Regions from separate parts of the Oryza sativa genome. Here region 1 is linked to region 2. A link is a contact called in public ChIA-PET data. All regions are on one chromosome and are shown on one strand. The core of a region is the stretch at or near the end of the contact, and the rest is flanking DNA. Distances in the headings are between cores, read along the strand shown. Region 1 holds the start of LOC9268686 (pentatricopeptide repeat-containing protein At1g03560, mitochondrial). Region 2 holds the start of LOC4343271 (COP9 signalosome complex subunit 7).

Region 1 (2,761 bases), core at 250-2,749, 52 kb after region 2:
CGGGCGGAGGCGGGGCGACGGGCAGTGCCTCAGCGAGCGGCGGGGCGAGCTGAGGCGGGGCGACGACTGCGGCGACCGGCGGGGCAGGCGAAGGCGAGCGAAGGCCGGCGGCTGTGGCGAGCAAAGGCCACGGCGGGGCGGGCGGAGGCGGGGCGACGGCCACGGCGAGCGAATGCCGCGGTTGCGACGAGCGGAGGCGCCGGGCTGCGGCGGGCCGGGCGGAGGCTGCGCGACGGCTGCAGCGAGCGAAGGCCGCGGCTGCGGCGAACGACGGGGTGGGCGGAGGGCGACGGCTGCGCGACGGGGCAGGCGCCGTCTAAGCCTCCCGTAGCGGCGAGCGGCGGTGGGACGGCGCGCGGCGGAGGCGGCGCAGAGGGCGGCGGCGGCGGCCTGGGGGCGACGGCGGCCGGCGCGGCGGCGGTCTGGGGGCGGCGGCTTGGGGGCGGGAGAAAATTGACATTGTGCCATTCTCAAAAGTGGGTTTCGTCCAAATGCCACGCTGGGAGTGGGCTTTATTAAAATGCCATTTTCAATCGAAGACTACACGCTATAATGCCCGAACGGACAAAAATACCCCTGTTACTACCTTCTTCCACCTCTGACAAGGGATGCCGAGCCGGCTCGCCTCTGCCACGCCCACCTCATCCGCCTCTACCTCCGCTCCCCTTCCTCCCCGACAACCCCCGCCTCGTCCGCCTCCATCTCCGCACCACTTCCTCCCCGCCTCGACCGTCCCCAACCGACGACCCCGTGGTCACGCTCCACGCCATCCGCGCCACCGACGCCGACGTCGGCGGTCTCTGTCTTTCATGCCAACCCGCCGTCCTAGCCACTCCCGTTCTTCCAGGCGGCGGAGGCGCACCCGCACGGCGGAGTCGTTGGTGGGCATGGCCATGGCGAAGGGGCGGCGCGGTGGTCATCGGAGGTGCAGGCGACGGCGGCGGTGGCCGGGACGGGTGCGGGGGCTCGCGGAGGGCGGGGCTGGGATGGTGGCGGATGGGAGGGGGCACGGGGAGGGGAGCCATGGGAGGGGTCCCCGCAGGGCCTGTGGCCTGTGGTTCTCCATGGAGGAGAGCTCGCGCGAAGGCAGATGGTGGCCGCCGGCGAGAGCTGATGGTGATGGAGGGAGGAAGAAGATGAGAGGAGGGTAATTTGGTCCGAGATAGTATTTTAGCGTGTAACCATGTGTTGAAAGTGGCATTTTAACGAAGCCCACTTCCAGCATGGCATTTGGGCGAAACCCACTTTTTGAGGATGGCACAATGTCAATTTTCTCCGGGTGAGAGAGGAGAGAGATGGTGGGGCCCACATTTGGCTATTCTGATTGGATGGCTAAATTTGGGGGGAGGAGTTTGGGCAGGCATTTAACTTGGCCATTTGAGTAGAGAGTCTGTTGGACTGCTATTTTGTGCTGAAGTTGTTAAAATTTAACTTGTAGAGTTTGACGGAGAACTGTTGGAGATGCTCTAACATATTCCTCCGGTTCCTAATTGCCTATCACGCACGCCCCAATGCGGCGATTCTGTCACGTTCCGCTCTGCCGGCGAGTGGCCGCCGCTTCCCACGGCGGCCACCCCCACCAGCCGCCGCTCCCGCCGCCGGAGTGGATCGAGCCGTACACCGACCTCTCGGACCCCCGCCCGTACGCCGCCTCCTCCGCCTCCTCGTCCCCCACCCCGTCGCCGTGGCTCGCCCGCGTCGTCTCCCTCATCCTCCGCTCCCCTCCCGCCACGCTCGCCGCCGACCTCCGTGCCTTCTGCGCGACCTTCCTCCTCCGCCTCTCCCCGGCCTTCGTCGCCGCCGCGCTCCGCTCGCCGCACCTCCTCCCCAACCCGCTCCCCTCGCTCCACTTCTACCGCTCCCTCCCCAGCGCCGTCGCCGCCGACCTCCTCTCCCACCCGCACCATCTCGTGAGCTGCTACGTCTCGCTGCTCCGCTCCTTCGCCCACTCCTCCTCCTCCTCCTCCAGGGAGGCCACCCCCGACGCCGCCGCCGCGGCGGCGCACGCGCGGCAGCTCGTCGCCGAGCTGCGCGCGCACGGGGACACCGCCTTGCGGCACCTCACGCCGTCGTCTTCGGCGTCTCTGATCCGCAGCCTCGCGGCTCTCGGCCTCGCCGAGGAGCTCCTGTGGGCGTGGAAGGCCATGCGCCTCGCAGGCGTCGAGCCTTCCAGGCTGATCTACAACTGCCTTCTCGACGGCCTCGTTAACGCTGGCCTTCTTGATACCGCCGTCAACGTGTTCGACGCAATGTCCACGGAGGATCAAGTGCGTCCTGACGTGGTCTCCTACAACATTCTCATCAAGGGGTACTGCCGCGCCGGGAGGGCGCATGATGCGATGGCGCGGCTCAGCGAGATGCAGGAACAGGCGAAGCTCACACCGGACAAGGTGACGTACCTTACACTGATGCAGTGCCATTACAGTGAAGGCACGTTTCCGGTGTGCATTGGTTTGTTCCAAGAAATGGAGGAGAGGGGAATGGGGAACGACATACCACAACATGCTTATGTTTTGGTGATTGGAGCACTCTGCAAGGATGGGAAGCCATTCGAGGGAATGGCTGTGTTTGAAAGGATGCTGAAGCGAGGTTGCGCAGCCAATGCAGCTATATACACTGCACTCATTGACTCGATGGGTAAATTTGGAAGAGAGAAGGAGGCAATGGCACTCTTTGAGAGGATGAAAGATAGTGGGCTTAAGCTCGACTCAGTCACATATGGAGTGATCGTTAACTGCTTGTGCCGCTTTGGTAAACTAGA
Region 2 (2,958 bases), core at 69-2,568:
TTGACAGAGAAAGTTAGATTTGTTTTCTTTTACTACCAAATGATAACTCCCCTTGCTATGCAAGGCTAAAATCCCCATTGCCAAGGATCTAAACGCTCCCTTAGTAACTTTATGTACACAGGATAAGCAAAAAAAAAAATGCATAGCATATTAGACAGTATCAGCCTAAATTTGCACCTTGGTTGACTCAGCCAAAGTTAGCACGCTGAGTTGCTTCAGCTTCCGGACTTGATCAGGTAACAATGCAGGGAGATTGCCAGAATTACCTACATGTATGAAAATTAAAAACAATTAATGAAACAGTAAATGTTCATGTTCTGCACTTATCTGATATTACTATAAACAGAGAATACCACAAACTGCAGACCGTTTTAATGACATGCCGATGAGAGAGGAAACAACAAAATTCTAGCAACCACAGCCTGACACACACTGATCATATTGGTGGGTGAAAAGGCAAATTGATTGTCACAGCTCAAATTATGATTTCAAGCACAGAAATGTGATAATTCTATCCACATATTGTTGCAGAATATAAACCATAAGACAAAGATGAATTATGATTAATTAGTATGTGAATCCCATCAAAAAATTAACCTATAACAATATAACACAAAAAAAAAGTGTGAATTAACATTAACACAAATCAGCACTATTGTTAACCATTAAACATATGGGCTATGGCCCTCACATGCCAATCGCGTCCATGGTAAGCGGCTATTTCATAGGGCGTACCCCTAACACACAACAACAAGACAATGCACTAGACTCACGCACCAAATAAGCATACACATATGACGCATGACAACACATACATAAGGGCAATGTAATGTACGAATCGCAACGGGAGGGGGTGATCTTACTCTTGTAGTCCTTCAATGTCCCATAGGCGAAGAGGCGGAGCACGTCCAGAGACGACGCATACTGCGTTCCAGTGAGCTGCATCAACGAACTGACATTAGATCGAAATCAGAGGGGGGAGGAGAGGTGGTCCACCCCCAAAACCCTAACCCTAAACACGCGCGGCGCGGCGGGGCGCAGGCGGAGCGAGAGGCGGGGGGTCCCTTATACCTTGGAGAGGGCGGGGAGGGAGAGGAGCTCGGAGAAGGCGAAGAGGGCCGGGTGGGAGGTGGCCTCGAGCACGAGCGCCGCCAGCTGCGGCGCCGACGAGGAGAGGGCGGCCGCCTGCGCGGAGAACTGCTCGATCAGCTCCGCCTGCCGCCGCTCCGCGTCCATCGCCATCGCCGCCGGCGATTTGCCCGGGGGGCTAGTACGCGCTAGGGTTTGGGGGATCGGGGTTTCGCTTTCTTTTCGGTTTCGTTCGCCTCGGTGATATTCTCTGTGTTTTGTGGGATTGTAGTGGGGAGAGTGGGTTTCGGGTTCGGTTGGGCTCCACGGTGGTGGGTGGTGCTGGTGTCCGGCTCGTTGCCGCATACTCGTGCTCGGGAGTCGGGGCCTGGAGGGCCACGGTCGCTTGGGCTGCGTGTCGACGTGGGGGATTGCTGCCATTAAGAATGCATCTTCCCCGTTTAGACACCAATTTTTTTTTAGCCTTCTTATTACTCCTCCTCCATCTGCTTTTGATAGTCATATTTTATCTTGACACACAGATCAAGGATAAATAATTCTACTTATCATCCATTTAAACATGCTACTAGTCATTTCTCGTAAACAAGCGATTCATTAATATTTACATTTCTCGATGCCCATGCAACCAATCTTGTGTGGAAGAATGGAGAGTCATGCATTAAATCTGAGAAAGTCATTAAGATGATAAGTTGTTGGATTGAAATATGCCTATCAAAAATAAATTTTTCAAATTTGAAAATATAACTATCAAAAGTAGATGGAGAGAGTATTATACTGCCAAAATAAACATTTTTCAAATTTTAGCAATACCAAAATTTTGTCAAGTTGACAATATTACTAAATTTTGATAGGATAGAGCGATAGACTAAATATGTTGTTGTCAAAATTCTCTAGGCATTAACAATGTTTGGTAACAAACTAAATACATTCACATGTTACATGTTTAGCTCATCCACATACATATTTTTGGATAGCCGATATAATTCGTTGCCTAATCTGTTCTACCTCATCAATGATCTGGGTATCGACTGCATCAGATCCAAGAATTACTTTCAGGGACTTGATTAGATCAGCTAGATGTTTGACAGAAGATTTGAGCTATGATCTCTGATCCTCAGTAGCTTTGGGCAGATCGGCAAGTTTATGTTCTTCAATAGCAATATGTGCATTGCACTGCTCCAATTCGGCTAGGAGTTCTATCTTCCGAGTATTCAGCCGATCTATGTTGGCTTGAGTGGACCTTGGACCAGCTTCCAACTCATCAAGTTTTGCCTTTTCTTCATTAATAGAAGTCCTACTAGCCTGGATGGTGGCCTCAAGATCTTTTCTTTCACGGCGATCAGCAACCCTTTGTTTAGCCTTTTCAAGCTTGAGCTGATGCTGTTCGAGGTATGCCGCTGGGGTGATAACATCGGCTAGTTCATCTGGGAGTTGGTCGTAGATTACAAGGAATCTATCTCTGATTGATCCACAACTGACCACCAGAGTTTCTAGGGAGCCTTCAAGCCACTTTGAGATATCCAGCAAGGTTGTTTTCACATTATCGGCTAGAGGCACCAAGGCTTTACTTGTAGTTTCTTCCTCTTCATCCATAAACTACCTGATGTCAAAAGAAAACATATCGGCTAGAACATGAAAAAGGGGAATATTGAGGTTACTGATTAGTAGAAGTAACATGATAGCCGATATGATTTGTGGATTCAAAAGAGGCACTTACAGGGATGGCAGGGGCTGGTGCTACTTCTTCCTCCACATGATGGCTACCTGCAGCTGATGGAGTGCGTTCGCTTGATTCATGAGGAATAGGAGTTGGAGAACGAGGAGGCTGAAAAGAAATAAGTTTGGATTAGCATCAGTTATTTGGAAACT

Evidence for each region. ChIA-PET counts read pairs in DNA pulled down with a chosen protein or histone mark.
Region 1: a contact with region 2 is called in an H3K9ac ChIA-PET map of seedling, with 6 times the contacts expected there. The contact joins the promoter of LOC9268686 here to the promoter of LOC4343271 in region 2. A contact is called at or near these places in 6 of 15 Hi-C or Micro-C datasets (leaf, leaf mesophyll, panicle and 1 more) and 3 of 4 datasets of contacts at active chromatin or transcription factors (leaf and seedling).

What each region holds. Positions count from the first base shown.
Region 1 is chr7:18,533,486-18,536,246 of ASM3414082v1, forward strand. It overlaps LOC9268686 (pentatricopeptide repeat-containing protein At1g03560, mitochondrial), which reads left to right and starts at 1,500. Exons shown (of 1, transcript XM_015789484.3): 1 at 1,500-2,761. The coding sequence starts at 1,512.
Region 2 is chr7:18,481,916-18,484,873 of ASM3414082v1, forward strand. It overlaps LOC4343271 (COP9 signalosome complex subunit 7), which reads right to left and starts at 1,319. Exons shown (of 9, transcript XM_015789349.3): 1 at 1,072-1,319; 2 at 864-939; 3 at 178-266. The coding sequence starts at 1,242. It overlaps LOC107281688 (a long non-coding RNA gene), which reads right to left. Exons shown (of 4, transcript XR_001547449.3): 3 at 2,807-2,914; 4 at 1,968-2,689.